Regions from separate parts of the Macaca mulatta genome. Here region 1 is linked to region 2. The links are chromatin contacts, called in public Hi-C maps. All regions are on one chromosome and are shown on one strand. Each heading gives the region's core, a stretch centred on a gene start, on an enhancer-like site or on the middle of the called end of the contact. The rest is flanking DNA. Distances are from core to core; before and after follow the strand shown.

Evidence for each region. Hi-C and Micro-C count contacts between places; a contact is called where the count stands out from the background.
Region 1: a Hi-C map of liver shows a contact between it and region 2, with 2.8 times the contacts expected there. The contact joins the promoter of RHOT1 here to the promoter of TEFM in region 2. A contact is called at or near these places in 2 of 14 Hi-C or Micro-C datasets (fetal cortical plate and liver).

The regions. Positions count from the first base shown.
Region 1 is chr16:41,712,288-41,717,040 of T2T-MMU8v2.0, forward strand. It overlaps RHOT1 (ras homolog family member T1), which reads left to right and starts at 1,998. Exons shown (of 18, transcript XM_077970756.1): 1 at 1,998-2,195. LOC114673091 (a long non-coding RNA gene) reads right to left here and starts at 1,077. Exons shown (of 3, transcript XR_003723690.2): 1 at 945-1,077. It also overlaps the pseudogene LOC144335206.
Region 2 is chr16:41,587,803-41,592,274 of T2T-MMU8v2.0, forward strand. It overlaps TEFM (transcription elongation factor, mitochondrial), which reads right to left and starts at 2,113. Exons shown (of 4, transcript XM_001112593.5): 1 at 2,041-2,113; 2 at 38-501. The coding sequence starts at 2,071. LOC114673090 (a long non-coding RNA gene) reads left to right here and starts at 2,207. Exons shown (of 2, transcript XR_013406285.1): 1 at 2,207-2,401; 2 at 4,101-4,381.

The DNA of each region.
Region 1 (4,753 bases), core at 748-3,247, 120 kb after region 2:
GTGGTGCAAGCAGTGCCCTAAATAATTTGCCCCTCTGTAAAAGGCTTTTGTCCTCTGTGCTCTGATATTTGTATAACTTTTTTTTTTTAAGGAAAAAGATTTATAGTTCATTACATTACTCATATGAAATACATTATTCACATAAAATACATTATTTTATGAGCTCCTCCAAACAACTTCATAAGGAAGAGATCATAGCCTTCACTTGGTAGAGAGGAAACTGAGGCACAACTAGGTGACATGAGTTGCCCTAGAGTATGCACTAGGAATGGCAGAACAAAGCTCAGCCTCAGCCATGCCATCTGTGCCAGGTCACTGTGTCTCTGTGGGCCTTGCTTTTCTTATCTACAGAGTAATGGGATTGGAATAGGAGCTCTATCAGGGTTCTTCCAACTCAAACATTTTGTAACACTAAAATTCTGAGGGCTACTTTTCCCTGAAAGATCAGGTAACCAAGCCTCCTGAACTTCACATTTCCATTCAGGAGATCGAGACCATCCTGGCTAACATGGTGAAACCCCGTCTCTACTAAAAATACAAAAAAATTAGCCGGGTGTGGTGGCGGGCACCGGCAGTCCCAGCTACTCGGGAGGCTGAGGCAGGAGAATGGCATGAACCCAGGAGGCGGAGCTTGCAGTGAGCCGAGATGGCGCCACTGCACACCAGTCTGGGCAACAGAGCAAGACTCAGTTTCAAAAAAAACAAAAAACAAAAAACAAAAAAACCTGTGGATTAAAACTTTTTAATAACTTTTTAATATGATAATAATGATAGCTGAGATCAGTAGGGCACACACTCTTGAGTCTGGCACTGTATCAACTGCTTGACAAGTATTATGGTATTTATTACTAACAACCATCTCAAGAGGAAGGTATTATCATCATTATTTCCATGCTACAGAAGAAGAAACAGTGGCTGAGAGAAGTAAAAATAAAAGCACTTACTTAGGATCACAGAGCTATTATGTGGAGCCGAGATTCAAACCCAGGAAATTTGCCAGCAACTCTTAACTGCTGCAAGAGACCACGTGACTTCTACGCGAAAGGGAGATTGGTATTAGGCACATTTCATTCCCTTTAAATGTTCATTATGTAATATTTAAGATAGAAAAAAGGTACATTATGCACAGATAGTGCCTCCTCATTAATTTATGTGTTTTATATTTCCCACTGTGTGCCAAGCATTAGGGATGTGACGCATATTCGCACGCGCGCGCGTGTGTGTGTGTGTGTATTTTCTCATCGTGTACCAAACATTAAGCATGTAGCAACAAATTCCTCCAGATGGAGAGGGTCAAGAGAAAATTAAGGCAATGTTAGAAAAATCATTTAGAGTTTATTATCCAGTGCCACCTCCGTGTCTAGCATTACGCCGGGTAAGCCTGAGTAGAGTATCCGAAAACCCTGCCATAAAATAAACTACAGAGACAGAAAAAAAAGTCACTTAGTTTGGTTATAAAGAAAGGAGTCTGTTCACACAGCATAAAAACGAATCTTATAATCGTATTTTACAAGCATCACAGGCAAAAGCAACTAGTGTGACGGGCTTTCGAAAGTGGAAAGCGCCGGATCCTGGGAGCCAGTCGCCCTATTCTAAAGCATTTTCTGAGGGCTCTGTCCAATAACGTGGGGACGCAACCGAAAACCATGCAAGCAGATTGCTGCTCTCCCAGAGTTTAGAGTCTGGTGAGAAGATCCCTGCTCTGAGTCACTGCCAAGCTCTAGCTATGTGACTTTGAACAGGGAATTTCTGTCCCTGTCTATAAAATAAATGGGGTTAAACCAGGGAATCCGCCATTCAAATTCCGGGCCCAAGCGTCTCCCGGGTCGCGGTGCCCAGAGGAGGGTGGGTGAGGCTCCCTGGGCCTGCGCTGCGGCTGCGTGGCCGCGGGAACGCTGTTCCGGCGCTGAGAGCGTTCGCGTTCCGAAAGCCCGTGTCCCTCGCCGCGTGCCGTCGTCCCCGCCGCCGCCGCCCGCTGGGCCGGAGGAGGCGGAGCTGGTGCTGTCCCAGCTCTCTTGCAGGGAAGCAACTGAGGGGGCGGCACGGCGGGCCTCGGCGGCCGAAGAGGCTGGCAGGTGGCGCCGTGGGGTGGGCGCTCCCGGTGAGAGGAGTCCACTCCATGCGTGCGGGCGGAGGCCGGCCCCCGAGAGCCGCCGACATGAAGAAAGACGTGCGGATCCTGCTGGTGGGAGAACGTGAGTCCACGCTCTAGGGCCGGCCCCTGAGTCCCTGCCCTCCCTGCCCCTGCAGCCCCTGTCGCCCCTGCAGCGCTAACCTTTGCAGCCTGGGCCCTTCTCGCGCCTCACAGCTCCTCTCGCCTCTCTCCGCGTGTGTTTCTAGGCCTTCCAGCCCCTTCGCTCTTCTCTTTTGGCTGCCCGCCGGCGGCCCTCATCCTGTCACCTCACCTGGGCCCTCCAGAGATCTCCTTTCCCTGTTCCCCAGCCGTCCTCGCAAGCCATGTTCCCATTAGCCCCTAACCGCCCGACCTCATCCCTTCGAAGGTTCTCTCCTTTTCCTTTTCAAACCCTGTACTTCTGGGCCTCACAGTTTCCCAGGCCGCCTCCTTTCAGAGCTTCTCGTCTTCCCCTGGAGATTCCCTTGTCACTGCCAGGCAGGTGCTGGAATAAGCAGACTGACCAATTGGGATTGCGTGAACCGGCTCCCGGGGAAGCTGGGGGAGGGGTGCAGAACTATTCGACTTGTGGGCAAGGTCAGGTTTCTGCATCTTTTTGGGCACTCGCAGTCTTCGCTCCCTTTATGCATTACATTAAGATGTGAGTAGTGGAAAGGGCCGGATCCTTTTTAGTAGCACTTGTACTTTGCATTGGACTAACTTCTGGTACTCGAGATATTTCCTCAAAAATTTTTTCTCAACTTCGAGTTATGCAAGCGTTCAATGAATTAGAATTATCTGGGGAGGGTCCAATTATTGTTACCCTAAAGCCTAATCTTTGCCCTCTTTTTAAGCATTATTTTTTCCGTAATTACTTGGTAGTTAACTTATTAATAACTATAGGCACACAGACATTTGGTATCTCCCCCCACCCAGAAATTTCATACATTTCACCTTTTGAAAATATAATAAAGGAGAGTTGCCTCTGTCACTGACATGAGGACACAGCAGCGGGGACTTCTTGTTATCAGTCTGCAAGTTATGTGACTCATGTGCTAGGACTAAAATAAGAAAGTGGGCCGGGGACAACTGGATTGTTTGTTTTAAAGTGTTAATACATTTGTTAATACTCTGCCATTGCTGTTTCGAAGCATTCTATTCTAAATCATTATTTCATTCTTAGTAACCCCTCAGGGTCACCATGATGGACTCCCAAGGAAAGTTAACACATTTTTTACCCTCTTCTGTAGCGTTCTTTGATGTTCATTGAAATTTCATCCACCTGCTGTTTGGAGAAATCTTCCTTTAGAATTAGAATTTAGGGGTAAGCTTAGCCAGCCATAGTTTACTTTTTGATTTGCAGTTGTAAATTTTAATTTTTATTTATAACTATATCTTAATCTGTATTTTTCACGGACTTCCTTGACAAAGTTCAGGAAGGTGTTATTTAATATATGATTCCTGCTTATGCTTTTGGAGCAAGGTAGGGAAAGTGAGTAGACGACTTGCTTAAAAAACCAGATCCTCAAATATATGATGAAATAGTTTGTTGTTGTTGTTGTTTTGAGACAGCGCCTCGCTCTGTCACCGAGGCTGGAGTTCAGTGCCGTGATCTTGGCTCACTGCAACTTCCGCCTCCCGGGTTCAGGAGATTCTCCCACTTCAGCCTCCCAAGTAGCTGGGACTAAAGGCACATGTCACCACGCCTAATTTTTTTTTTTTGTATTTTTAGTAGAGATGAGGTTTTACCATGTTGGCCAAGCTGGTCTCAAATTCCTGACCTCAGGTGATCTGTCCGTCTCAGCCTCCCAAAGTGCAGGGATTACAGGTGTGAGCCACCTTACTTGGCCATGAAATAGTTTTATAGTATAATAATTTTTAATACTCATTTTTTAAAAAATAGAGTCTATGTTTTGGATTTATTTTTGAATATAGGATCAATATTTTGAATATCGTTAGTGTGTAAAACATCTAAATAGGCTGGGTATGGTGGCTCACATCTGTAATCCCAGCACTTTGGGAGACTGAGGCAGGTGGATCACCTCAGGTCAGGAGTTGGAGACCAGCCTGCCCAACATGGTGAAATCCCATCTCTACTAAAAATACAAATATTAGCTGGGTGTGGTGGTGGATTCCTGTAATCCCAGCTGCTAGAGAGGCTAATGCAGGAGAATCACTTGAATCCAGGAGATGGAAGTTGCAGTGAGCTGAGATCGCACCACTGCACTCTAACCTGGGTGACAGAGTGAGACTGTCTCACACACACACACACACAAATCTAAATAGAAGTGTTATACATACAAATAATATGTCATCCTTAGGACGTGTAGGTTAAATCATTAGCAGTATTACTTGGGCCGGGTGTTCTGACTCACGCCTGTAATCCCAGCACTTTGGGAGCCCGAGGCGGGAGGATCACGATGTCAAGATAGAGACAATCCTGGCCAACATGGTGAAACCCTGTCTCTACTAAAAATACAAAAATTATTTGGGCATGGTGGTGCGCGCCTGTAGTCCCAGCTACTCAGGAGGCTGAGGCAGGAGAATTGCTTAAAGCCGGGAGGCGGAGGTTGCAGTGAGCCAAGATCATGCCACTGCACTCCAGCCTGCACAACAGAGAGAGACTCCGTCTCAAAATAA
Region 2 (4,472 bases), core at 863-3,362:
CAAATATTAGGCAGTATAGCAGACATGAAGAATATACCTTAAGTCTTTCTCTTTCTATGTCTGGTTTGAGGAGCTTTCTCAGGAACCGGTTTTCCAGTAACTTTCTTTTTTCCCCTCCAGTCTTTGGACAAAGTATGGAGTTACAAACTTGAACTGTACTTTTATACTTAAACAAGGGCACATTCATTAAACTCTCTAAATTCTGAAATCGCCCAAAGTTTTCTCTGTGCTTTACGATATTGATGGACCTTCTTCCACGAAGCAATCTGAAAGCTTCAAGTTCTTTAGTAGATGCTGTATTCAACACATGCAAGATGGAAGCCTGCTGTTCTGAAGAGAAGAGCTTGTCAAGTGCATTTTCAGGCTCCTTTGCATTTTCATCACAAAATGTAACATTGGGAGTAATTTTCTTAGGTGTAGTGGATTTTTTCCGACAGCAGGAATTATGTAAGACCCGGAACAGGGATGACCTCGACGGGGCCAGAAAGCATCTCCACCTCTCTAAAAGGAAAATGTAGCAAAATGTAAGTTGGATGTCCTACTTCCTTTAGTGTTAGTTGCAAGCTTGACTAGATCCTTTGCAAAGTCACAAATACTTTCCCGGAATTTAAGAACTAGTAGAGGACAATATTAAATTGTCCTGGAGAATCATCTTTAAAAGAGGATTAGTTTTTAAACTATATTACATAGAGTTTTAAATACAGCTTTTGTTGTTTCAAGAGATGTCTTCCGATTTTTATGGGTCAGTCCAAAGTTTTACTACCTAGAAAACTGTATTTTACACCCATTAGGAAGAAGGTAGTTGAAATAATTATTCCAACTGCTTAACGTTTTTGATATTTTTAATTTAGAGGAATCTTTTTGTAACTAATATTTCCTGTTAAGGTTTGTCTTAGGCCGGGCGTAGTGGCTCACGCCTATAATCCTGGCACTTTTGGAGCCGAGGTGGGAGGATCACCTGAGGTCGGGAGTTCGAGACCAGCCTGACCAATATGGAGAAACCCTGACTCTACTAAACATACAAAATTAGCCGGGCGTGGTGGCGTATGCCTGTAATCCCAGCTACCTTCAGGAGGCTGAGGCAGGAGAATCGCTTTAACCCGGAAGGCGGAGGTTGCGGTGAGCCCAGATCACACCATTGCATTCCAGTTTGGGCAACATGAGTGTAACTCGTTTCAAAAAAAAAAAAAAAAAAAAGGTTTCTCTTCACTTCCATTTTCACATTTTAGTATCTCATCTGGTGGAACTGAATAAAATTAAATTTTATACGTTTATAAGAAATGTTTCGCCGGGCGCGGTGGCTCAAGCCTGTAATCCCAGCACTTTGGGAGGCCGAGGCGGGCGGATCACAAGGTCAGGAGATCGAGACCACAGTGAAACCCCGTCTCTACTAAAAATACAAAAAATTAGCCGGGCGCGGTGGCGGGCGCCTGTAGTCCTAGCTACTCAGGAGGCTGAGGCAGGAGAATGGCGTGAACCCAGGAGGCGGAGCTTGCAGTGAGCCGAGATCGCGCCACTGCACTCCAGCCTGGGCAACAGCGTGAGACTCCGTCTCAAAAAAAAAAAAAAAAAAAAAAAAAAAAAAAAAAAAAAAGAAATGTTTCAGCTAAGTGGTAGATTTAAGGGCAGTTTTATTTTCTTCCGTACACTTTTCAAGATTTCTACCATGACGTTTTTGCAAGTATGAGAAACACCATACAATGCATAACTTTGTAAAACCAGTGGGAAGTCACTCTAACATCGCAGCCACAGGAAAGTAATGCGGCCAGAGGTAAGCAAGCGGCTGTGAGAATCTGAACCATCCGCCCACTCTGAGGAGCCACCTGTGGAACCTGAGGCCAGGGAAGCACAAATGTTCCGAAAACCGCCCCGTCAACTAGGCTGGGGCTCCAAGAGAGGGGCCTGAACAAGGGACATGAGGGACATGAGGAAGGAAACACTCCAGGTTCCTCCAGAATACCTCCAGCCCTATTCCATTAGCCTCTAGGGTCAGAGGCTAGTGACAGACAGGAAACTACCCCAGTGTGCCAAGCACCCTACCTCCCGCCATGAAGAGGGTAGGGCCGCTCATCTCCAAATTGAGTCAGTAGGTCTGGTCTTCCTCCATTGACTTCCGGTTCCTGCGTGCTGCGCCCAAAAGCGCTCGGCCTGCACTCGGCGGAAAGGTTGTTGTCCAAGCGGCGTTCCGGCGCAAGGCCGGAGATGTGTCCCGCTGAGCAGTGGGTTGTCTGCGTCTGCGCTGCCGGCTTCCGAGCGGGCGCCTGCCGAGGCCCTGGCCCCGGATTCCGAGTCCCGGGCTGGCCGGCAGTCTTCTTCCACTGCACCGGGGAGACGTTCTTGCCCCTCCCGACTCCTGAGAGCCGCTAGGCCGAATCTCCAGGAAGGCAATTCGGAGGCCAGTGTTAGTCTCTAGTGGGCAAAGTCCCTCCTTCGTGGAGACTCCCTGGGTTTCTCGTAGACACTTAGATTGAGGAGCTCCTGTTGGGGCCCAGCCTGTGGCGCCGGGAGCGGGATCTGGTGGGGGCAGCGTAGACAAGGTCCTCAAATAACCTTTTCACCAGATAGACTGGAATAACGGGGAGAGATGCGAAGTGTTTCAGGAGCTCAACAGGGAAACAGGGCAGGCAAGGGATTAGGGAAGGGCGAGGGAGGAGGAGATTGCGTTGGCGCTGGAGCGGTATTCCACTTAGAAGGGATAAAGGGAGATGAATGTGGCGCCGAATTGAGTTTGTCCTTGAATGCTGGGTGGAGCAGTTGAATACTCCACCAGGGAGGAAAATGCCTGAAGTCCCCGAGGTTTATGATTTGCAGAGTCAGACTGGAGATGTGTTTCTAGAAAATTGGCCATATACTGTATACCGAATGTGAGGCTGGATTGGAGGTGAAGAGCCTGGCAGCAAAGAGAAGTTGCCTCTCCTCTTCCCAGGGGAGAGGCAACCGTAAGGATTTTTTTCTTTCTTTTTTTTTTTTTTTTTTGGACAGTCTTGCTCTGTCGCCCAGGCTGGAGTGCAGTGGTGCGATCTCGCTGCAACCTCCGCCTCCCGATTTCAAGCGATTCTCGTGCCTCAGCCTCCCGAGTAGCTGGGATTACAGGCGCGCGCCACCACGCCCGGCTAATTTTTGTATTTTTGGTAGAGACGGGTTTCACCATGTTGGCCAGTTTGGTCTTGACCTCCTGACCTCAGGTGATCCGCCCACGTCGGCCTCCCAAAGTGCTGGGATTACAGGCGTGAGCCACTGCGCCCGGCCAACCGTAGGGAATTGAACCTGGGAGATGTAAGGAGAGTGGAAAGAAACGGATTCTTTCTGGAAGATGGGGAGCCAGTTTTGTGAAAAACGGGGAATTCCAGGAGGGAGGGAAAGGTGATGAGTTTGTGTTTTTATGAGGCAGCAATGGATTGATTGTTTTGTGTCTGGAAGGCAGTGGGGATGTGGGGGAATCATAAGTATTAATAAAATGTGCTGGTTGGGAGCAGTGGCTCGAGTCTGTAATTCCAGCACTTTGGGAGGCCGAGACGGGCTGATCCCTTGAGCTCTCGAGTTCCAGACCATCCTGGGCAACATGGCGAAACCCCGTCTCTACTAAAAAATTAGCCGGGTGTGGTGGAGCATGCCTGTTATCCCAACTACTGAAGAGGCTGAGGTGGGAGAATCACCTGAGCCCGCGAGGTAGAGGTTGCAGTGAGTGGAGATCGTGTCACCACACTCCGGCCTGGGGGACAGAGCCAGACCTTGTCTCAAAAAAAAAAAAAAGAAAAGAAAAAGAAAAGAAATTTTCTCATAGGAAGTCTAGGTACCTTGGCAGTTTCTGGGGAACTTACGAATCTAACAACAAATTACATCAACTTACGAATCTAACAAGAAATTACATCAACTTTTTCTGCAAAATCAGGAGGAAATAATTTCCTCAACTGTAGGGCTTATTCACCTTACTGAGATGTTATGATTGAATTGCATCCCTCAAAACAAATTTGTTGAAGTCCTAATCCCCAGTACCTTATTTTTCCAAATAAGGCCATTGTAGATGTAACTAATTAAAATGAGGACACGCTGGACTGGGGCAGGGACTAATCCAACATGACTGCTGTTCTTATGAGAAGATGGCCCTGTGAATGCCATGTGAAGATGGAAGTGGAGATTGGAATGATGCATCTACAAGCCCAGGAAGACCAAGTGTTGCCAGCAGTCACTAGAAACTAGGAGAGAGGCATGGGCCAGAGTCCCCTCAGAGCCCTTTGAAGGAACCAGCCCAGATAACACCTTGATTTTGGGCTTCCAGCCTCCTGAACTGGAGAGAATAAATGTCTGTTGCTTTAAGCCACCCAGTTTGTGGTCATTTGTTACAGCAGCCCTAATAAACTAATACGTGAGGCCATAAGAAGTCCTGGTGATGCTTTCAAAGACAGTCTGAGTCGCTAGCAAGACACACTTTATCACTTACTAACTGCATCACCTTAGGCAGTTTCTTATCC